2 separate regions of the Zea mays genome follow, and region 2 is linked to region 1. The links are chromatin contacts, called in public Hi-C maps. All regions are on one chromosome and are shown on one strand. The core of a region is the stretch at or near the end of the contact, and the rest is flanking DNA. Distances in the headings are between cores, read along the strand shown. Region 1 holds the start of LOC103626031 (protein VAPYRIN). Region 2 holds the start of LOC100193927.

What was found. Hi-C and Micro-C count contacts between places; a contact is called where the count stands out from the background.
Region 2: a contact with region 1 is called in a Hi-C map of leaf, with 3 times the contacts expected there. The contact joins the promoter of LOC100193927 here to the promoter of LOC103626031 in region 1. A contact is called at or near these places in 3 of 25 Hi-C or Micro-C datasets (bundle sheath, endosperm and leaf).

What each region holds. Positions count from the first base shown.
Region 1 is chr5:16,288,060-16,292,497 of Zm-B73-REFERENCE-NAM-5.0, forward strand. LOC103626031 (protein VAPYRIN) reads right to left here and starts at 2,026. Exons shown (of 1, transcript XM_008646416.3): 1 at 1-2,026. The coding sequence starts at 1,395.
Region 2 is chr5:16,420,062-16,424,814 of Zm-B73-REFERENCE-NAM-5.0, forward strand. LOC100193927 reads left to right here and starts at 1,934. Exons shown (of 16, transcript NM_001359351.1): 1 at 1,934-2,101; 2 at 2,191-2,322; 3 at 4,139-4,255; 4 at 4,625-4,675. The coding sequence starts at 2,009. LOC100285193 reads left to right here. Exons shown (of 14, transcript NM_001158087.2): 14 at 1-186.

The DNA.
Region 1 (4,438 bases), core at 776-3,275:
TAAGAGGAGGTCGACCACGTCGGCGCGACCGGCCTCGGCCGCGCAGTGCAGCACCGTGTAGCCCTCGGCGTCGGCTGCGTCGATGTCCGCGCCACGGGCGATAAGGTCGCGGGCCGTGTCGGCCCGCCCTTTGAAGGCAGCGCGCATGAGCGGCGTCCAGCCATGCGCGTCCCGCCCCTCGACGGACGCGCCGCCGTCGGCCGCGCGCCTGACCGATCTCACCTCGCCCTTGCGCGCGGCGGCCAGGATCGCCTCGCCGAGGCCCAAGAACTGCAGGATCCGGCCGCCGTGGCCCTCCTGGGCGGCGATCTCGAATGCAGTCTTCCCGGCCGCGTCGCGCACCGTGGCCGTGCCGGCCACTCCGTGCGACAGGAGGAGGCGCGCGACCGCCTCGTCGCCGCGCCTCGCCGCGGCGTGTAGGGCGGTGGCACCGTCCGTTCCGCACCTGGCGTCGGCCCTCGCGCCCGCCGCGAGAAGCGCCTTCACTGCGTCTCGCCGCCCCGCCTCGGCCGCTAGCCGTAGAGGAGTCTTGCCGTCCCTCCCCGCCGCGTCGATAGATGTAAAAGAAGACGAAAAGGACGCGGACGAGGACGAGGCGAGAGAGGCAGGGGCGGGCTTGCCAAGAAGCAGCTTCAGGACGTCGTCGTGGCCGGCGGCGGCGGCCACGTGGATGGCGTCGGAGCCGGCGGGCGTCGCGCCGTTGGCGAGGAGGAGCTCGGCGATGAGGCACTCGCCGGAGGCGGCGGCGGCCTCGAGGGGCGTCCGGCCGCGGCTCGGTTTGTCAGCGTCGGCGCCGTACTCGAGCAGCACCTGGACGATGTCGGCGCGGCCCAGGCCGACGGCGAGGTCTAGCAGCGTGCGGCCATACTCGTCCGCGGCGTCCGCGGCACGCCACTCAGGCTCGCTGCGGTCGAGCACCTCCCTGAGCGCCTCGACCGCGCCGGCCTCGACGAGGCGCGCGGCCACGGACGCGCCCACGAAGCTCGCCCTGATGCCGCTGTCCACGAACACATGCTTCCTCCTCGCCGAGAACCACTCTGGGTTGACCGAGTCCAGCGCCGTCACCGGTTCCTTCACCGCGGCGCCCGGCACGACCACGCTGTGCAGCAGGAACGCGTCCTCGCCACGGCTCCCTCCTCCTCTTCCTGACCCGCTGGGCCTATCTGGAGGCGCGGAGGCCAGGTACAGCACCTCCACGGTGACCGCCGCGAGCGGCGCCAGGATCCCCGTGTGCGGGCGAACCGCGAAGCGCCCGCGCACCGCCGGCTGCAGCCTGAACGCCACCGGCATGGTGTGCATCGCGTTCCTTAGCGTCAGCTCCCCCCTCGCCTGCATGCCGGGCTCCACCCGGATCATCACCTCGTTTGACGGCTCAGGTATCACCAACCGATCCATGCCCTTCCTGTTTTCGTCGCCGTCGCCGTCTTCTCTTCTCTTCTCTCGCCAAAGCTTGCCGTCCTACTAACAAGAACACTTATTACTGCGCTCCTATGAGTTCTTGGTAGATGCAGAGGTGGAAGAAGCAGCCATCAAGAGGAGTGGGAGTGGGAGGAGGGACGGGGTCTTAATGTAACTCGCAGTCACGTACGGCTTAGCCGGCGCGCGCGTCGTGGAGGCGTGCCACTTGGTGGGTGTGAAGAACAAGGACGACTCGTTCTATGTGGTGGCAGCTCCGGGGTATTTTAATGGCGGGTTTGGCGTCTGCTGGAGGGGTTTTATTTCGGAGATCGACCGCGGCGGCATTACCTGTCGCGCCGTCGCTCGTCATTTGTAGGCGATAAACAAATGGATTGATGATACGAACGAAGCAGAGCGAGGTGATTGGATGAAATGGTCGCGTTCTCGCTTTCGTTGGGCACACTTGCGTCAGTAGGAGCAGTTTCGGTTCTTCTGACAGTTGCTGATGGTATATTTCGTTTTCTTTTCAGAATGTTCGGTTTGCTTCTGTCAGTCAGCTAGCATGCTTGGATATAGACTTTTGACAAACAACTGCACACAGCATGCTTGAATAGACTTTACAAACAACTGCCACTCGGTTTCTCAGATTGTTTAAAGAAGGAGACAGACCTATACATATACTTTTACAGCATGAGTTAAAACGAACATGATTACCTCATTTCTGTTCACTCACTCTCTTTCTCTCTGGCTTAGTAATGCATGTAGAACAAATTATGGCACAAGTAAAATTCAGTTACACCACTGCAGCATATACACCTGTAACAATCAATACTGATGTTCTGGTTATGAGCCGACAAAAATAACATTCGGAGTCAAGAGATACTTCGGGTTGCCCGCAGCCATTGCCTCCGATCCGTCCGACGCATCCGCTGGACCATGTACACAGAAAGTGACATCAAGATTGACGAAATGTTATTCCCTTTCACGAAACCTTCCGTATAGGACGCCGGAACGTTTCCTAATAAATCGAAGCGCTGCCTTTGTCACATTAACCGATCTCCTGTCAGCATAAACAGATGAAATATGGTCGCTTTCCGCACAGATGGGTCCTCGAGTATTTGATGGATCCACACAAAGCCATTGCTAGCGTCATCAGCTTCGATGCTCAGCGCGGGTGACAAACAACTTTCACAGTGAAACAGTCCCGTTGTTACAATTACAAAGTGAAGTTGTTGGATCATCCATGCCACTTCATGCTTTATCCATTCGCTGATCTCTCTGACCTCCGTTGCCTGTTAATAAGTGTTGTGTTTCTCCTGTCAGGCTGTCACACCCAGTCTCCGATGGCAACATACTCTCTTGAAAGTTACTCGTTTGTCATCGGTAAATAAATGGTTCTTTCACTGTCAGAGCACTAGTGTATGTATAGCAGGATGCAAAGGTTTTGATGAACTGGTCACCCATATCTATGTTTTTAACCATTTCACGATGACCTGGCAATAATATGGGTTCAGCTTTAACATTTGGCTTCCTCAAAATATAAGCCGTGTACGGATCAAGCTTTCACATGGACATGTACAACCCAATTGAATGAAGGATCCCTTGAGATGTGTTTTTAGAGGTTAAGTGAAAAAAATTAAGAAATAGTCTCTTCATGAAGAGCATGTCTCTACACGACTCTCTATATATATTATGTCTACTGTATTTATGGTTTAGACGCTGAAGGTTATACTAGGCCGGTTAAGAAAGACTTATTCGAAGAAAACTTTAAGAGAGAGACATCTCAACGAGTTAAAAACCCTATCAAGAATAAAAACACACCTGAATGGCCCCTATCAAGAATAAAAACATTAATGTACTAACCCTGAATTACTGAACAGACGCATAGGTTTATGAGAGTTAGGATATCATCGGAATGGAAAATGGATAAACAAACACCACTAAGGTATTGCTAATGGCCCCGTCGTGGCCTCAACAACAGGGAATTTAAGTTCACAGTTGAATAAAGAACCGATCACCAGCGCGCGCTGCAAACTGAGATAACCAAGCTGCCTGGCATTCATATGGCTTAAGCCATCTCCAGGAGAATGTGTATATAGTCGTGTAAAATATTATTTTACATAGACTACACTGGTTAGAGTGAAGTTTGAAATAGGGAGTGAGATAGAGATGTTGTTGGAGACAGCTTATATACCGAATCGGTCAGTGGTACCGTTTCTTTTCCATCTCTCACAATCCCTAGCTCGCCATTCTCATAGTAGGAGCATCCTGAACTGGAGGGGGGTTCCGTATGTCTGTACTTGCTGAACGGGTGAACGCTGACATTGCTATGGCTTTCAGCTGCTAACTGCCATCCTAGGTTACACCTTGCTCCTGAGTCCTGACCAGTTGCAGCTTGGTCCTGCCGTACAGGAAGGAGTACTAACCTGAACCGTAGAGGCTACAGCCAAGCCCGAAGAAAATTGTACTTGAAAGTACATCTTTTTTTTAAAAAAAAAAAACTTCGTCGTTGTTCTATTGCTCCTGAACCCTGATCATTGTCTGTATAAGGTAGGCTTAATTAAGCTATATCATCAGGGCTGTAACCATCACTACATCGAAGACTAACCAAAATCTGACAAATGGAGCGAGTTCATTCAGGGCCCTTGGAATGCTGAAGCCTCCGGCCTTCGTTTGGCTTTAATTCGTATTGGTTTCTATCGATTTTAATATGAAGCGAGCATGACTGAACGCGAGCTCATCTGAAAGCGGCACGGTCCACCCTCAAGCGTTGAGACAGTCATGTCGAAGCGAATCATTCAGAAACACACAAGCTAACGAGACAGTTACGCCACGCCCAAGCACAACCGATCACGCGCGCATGCTTGTTCCTCGCTGCCGTCTTTGGCGAGGATCTCCGTTCAGTTCACACACACAGAGGCGGACACAGTCTCGAGCCACCCGTGGCCGAGGGCATGGCCCATATGTTTTTAGTTATTTTTATTGATTTTAACCAAAATGTATTAGAAGGCTAGTAATTTAATAGACCCATAAAAGCACT
Region 2 (4,753 bases), core at 684-3,183, 130 kb after region 1:
GGGTGGAGTATGTGATGTCATACATAATAATTTGTCTAATTCATGTAAAAGCCCTTTGTGCAGTTGTGCTGAAATGTGAGGGCATTTAAAGGACCTATTGAAACAGTACACGGACGGCAAAAGAAGCCACCTTTTTTTATATCATGTATATGTCGTCAACAAACATTCTCTTCAAGATCTTTGCATAATTGACCTTGGTCACGGCAGGGGTTCATGGATGTACTTTAATTGTGATAGTTTAAATTCATTAGGGCTTGTTCGGTTATTCCCAATACACATGGATTGGATGGGATTGGAAAAAAGTGAGAAGAAGTTTGACTTGTTTGGGATTCAAACCCATCCAATCCCACTCAATCCACATGGATTAAGAGCTAACCGAACAAGCCCTAATAGATGTTGTCTACGTTCCGGCAGCGCAAGCTGATGAGATATACAGGAGTTCATCAGGATATGTATCATAGAAAAGAACAGCTGCAGTCATGTGACACGATAGAGCCACAGAAAGACCGAGCGGATGACAGTTACTTAAAAGGTGGTTGGCCATCAGCTGTAGAAAATTGGTTATCAGCCGGGGAAGACGGAACTGACTGTTATTTCTTTCATGCTCGGCCAGCATGATCTCGTGGATGCAACTTTGCAAGATATATGGGTGCGTTTGGTTGCCTGTATATGGTCTGGCCAGGCTCACGAGACGTAACTTTCTTCTGTTTGGTTGCCTGATTGGCCTCTTCAGCCTGGCTCGCGGGATGCAAAGATTCATCTTGGGCCTGGCTCCCGAGATACGTAGGAATTGACCGTTTCTCTAGAGCCAGGCTCTGCCGGTTCAACCATTAGTCTTTCCTAATGTCATATTAACATATAATTAGTGTCTATTAAATAAATTTAATTTATTTAAAAGTGGATTAAGGCTTTGTATGGCATATTATAGACTATTGCAACATCATCACATGAAAATATAATAAAACTTTATAGCTTTTAAGCCCATGCATCAAGCATTTATGCAAGCAACCAAACATCATCTCGCATGGGTCAAGCTAAGCTCGTACAGGCAACCAAACGTAGGGATATTGCATTCTCTCAGCCAGGTTAGCAAGAGCCAGGTTCCCTAGATACGAGCCAAGCCCACCCAACCAGACAACCAAACAGACCCTATATGCTGCTCACGAGCCAGGTCAATTTACACATTGTTGGAATGTGTGTAGATGTGGTGTATATAAAACCAACTGGGTGGAGTATGTGATGTGATACATAATAATTTGTCTAATTCATGTAAAAGCCCTTTGTGCGGAAATGTGAGGGCATTTAAAGGACCTATTGAAAACAGTACATGGACGGCAAAAGAAGCCACCTTTTTTATATCATGTATATGTCGTCCACAAACATTCTCTTCATGTATCATGTATATTTGACCTTGGTCAGGGGTTCATGGATGTACTTTGTTTCTTGGTGTGGCTTTTATTAGGGATAAAAAGTCCACTACACAAGTCATAATTGTGATAGCTTAAATTCATTACTCAGGTATTTATTGTGGTTGAAAACAGTATCAGGTGTTGGTTGGATATATTTTTATTTAAAAAGGATGAAGCTTGAAAAACATTTAATATAACCAACACAGAGAGACGATTTTTCAAATAGTAGGTTGAGGGATGCAGTTAATCCGGCTTTAGAACGTGAGAAAAAACACCATACTTCATTGACAATTCAACAGGCAAAAACACTAATACAGTCATACAGATAATAATTGACATTAAACGTTCGTACCTGTGTAACCAAACATCCTATATTTTTTGCGTCTATGAAAGCGCACGTCAGTCCAGTCCACGTTCCTTCTCGCCAACGTCACCCCACGCAGGCACGGCCGAGGAAAACCGAAACCCGTCCCAAATCCGTTGCTCTTTCCCCCTTGCCCCCTTCCCAGTCTCCACTCTGAGCACTCTCCTCCGCTCTGCTCCTTTGCTCCCCACGGCAAACCGTAAACCCTAGCCTGAGGGGCACCCCTGTCGCAGCCATGGGCGCCAGCCGGAAGCTGCAGGGCGAGATCGACCGCGTCCTGAAGAAGGTCCAGGAGGGCGTCGATGTCTTTGACAGCATCTGGAATAAGGCACGCCCCCAGCGCCCTCCCTCCGTTTACCCGGCCCCTGCCAGAACTTTTTCTCGCGATTTTTGTTGATTTTTTTTGTTTGGGGGCAGGTCTACGACACTGAGAATGCCAACCAGAAGGAGAAGTTCGAGGCGGACCTCAAGAAGGAGATCAAGAAGCTGCAGCGGTACAGGGACCAGATCAAGACGTGGATTCAGTCCAGCGAGATCAAGGACAAGAAGGTGAGGATTACGGATTACCTCGAGTCCTGCCCCCTCCCCTGGCAAGCCTCTATGTCTGCAGGTGGAGGGCATGGTTGTTTGGGATGCAATGCTGCTGCTGTTTGCTGACTTTGTGTTGTGATCAACGTGCCGCCATGCTGTCCTCCTTAGTGACTTGTGCTGTGATCAACGTGCCGCTATGCTGTCCTCATTAGTGACTGTGCTGTGATCAACGTGCCGCTATGCTGTCCTCTTTAGTGACTTGTGCTGTGATCAACGTGCTGTTATGTTGTCCTCTTTAGTGGAGTGCTAGGTAGAAGGGAGTATTGAACAAGTTATGTTGTGTGGCACGACACAGGTGGTGATCAGTGAGTAGAGACCTAGACTGGAGAATGGTTCTATTGTTGTATATCATCTAGGTGATGATCCAGGTGACACAGTGTAGGCATAACTGGTGACGTGATCAGTTTCATATGTATCCTGTCAAGGTCAGGGGTGCAAAGGTTTTTGATGTTACTATTAATACTGCTTCTCATTCTTTTGCTATCTCTCTCTTTTTTTCTGGCGTTGCTAGTTGTTCTGTTATCTAGATTATCCTGTAATGACGATGCTGATCATGTAGATCTTGTTTCCATCACCAAGGTTGTCTGCAGTCCATGGGTACATTGTTCCCACTACTAGATGCCACTTGCAATCCGAAGTTGTTGGGATGCAATATGTAATACTTCTTTGGGCACTTTAATTTGTGAAAGCAGATAATATTTAGCAATGTGACTTTGGTGACATTGCTCTTCAAGTTCACTCAGTCCATTTTTTTCTATGTGCTTGGTACATATTGATATCCAATGTTAAACGCACTATGCGTATACTTTTTATCTTTTGTATTTGGCAAGAATAGTCCATCTGGGTGGTTTATAACAAAAAATCTGGATGCCATATGCTCCTTGATGCTAGGTTAGCTGGTCTATTTAGAATTTGTATGATGAGCTTGACTTCATTGCATTCTTTTTGAAATACAGAAAGCACACATGTGCTTGAACTGAGTTTCCAAATAGTGTCATTTATTTTAAAAAAACATGAGTGATAGTGAATCATTAGTTTTAGCGAAGTTTATGAAGTATTAAGTGCTGCTGATATATATAAAAAATTTGTAATTAAAAATCTATTAGATGGTCTCAATTGGGAGATCCCATGCTTTAAAGTTTGGGAGTCCTGACAAACGCAAAAATTCAATTGAGCTTTTTAGTATGCAATAAGTATTGTTGTCTACAGATTATGATAGTAGGCTTCTCATTTACATATCTCTTTGTGATTGTCAAAGATTATGGCCAGATTGAGGTGTAGTCACTTGAGATGCTATCTATCTAAACTTTGATGAAGGCACCCCTTTCACTTGAGCCACTACTCTTTTTTGTACGTTTCGGTCAGCCTTCACAAATCGTCAGTAGAGTTCTGGAGTTTATAAGGTCCTTATTCCTTAAGCCTCTCTGCTAACTTTCAAGATAACACTCTTTTAGAGTCGTTTGCTTTGTGTTGCAATTGGTACTTGGTATTCTATTTTAACCATACAAAATATCAATGCGGTGTATATATTACTGGTGACCTGTATAAAAGTGTTACTATATTGCTGAAGAATTGTGGTATGATTCCTGATTTTAGTATTGACAATAGTGGTTTGCATATCTCAGTGTTTTTTCTCGGTCAAGTAATGTTTTTCTTCATGTGATATAATACTCGTTTGCGAAATGCAGATAAATTTTTAGTTTACATACCCTACTGTTCTGGTTTTAATTGATTGTGATATATGTTGACATAGGTTAGTGCCTCTTATGAGCAGGCTCTGATGGATGCTCGAAAGCAGATTGAACGAGAGATGGAACGATTTAAAGTATGTGAGAAGGAAACAAAAACTAAGGCCTTCTCAAAAGAAGGGTTAGGTCAGCAACCAAAAACAGTAAGCACTTGGACTTCTTTGTTTGTGTTATCGTACTTTCCTGGCTTCATGTACATGTTTCGAGTTGTTTATAACTTTATATAACATCCTTGTCCTAAGAACAAGGATACTGTTTTAAAATTGTAGCCTTGTAAGAGTATGTTTCTTCTTCCTGGAGTAGTTAAACTTGATTAGGATAAAAGAATTGAGTCTGAGCTTAGTATTCAACATTGGCATTGAGATGCAATGGTTCACTGATGCAATTTAGACTTCCATGAATAAAATACCAACAACTCAGGGTGTGTAGTACTATCTATCTTGAGTTGCTGTGGACCTCATTATCTTGCAACACCTGTTTCTTGACTAATAATTATTTCTTATTTGGTGCAGGATCCCAAAGAAAAGGCCAAAGCTGAAACAAGAGACTGGCTTAATAATGTGGTGTGTTGGAATCCTGAATTGCTACTCTTATGCTCTTATGTTTTCATATCTGTTTTTGGTATACTAACTGAACCACAC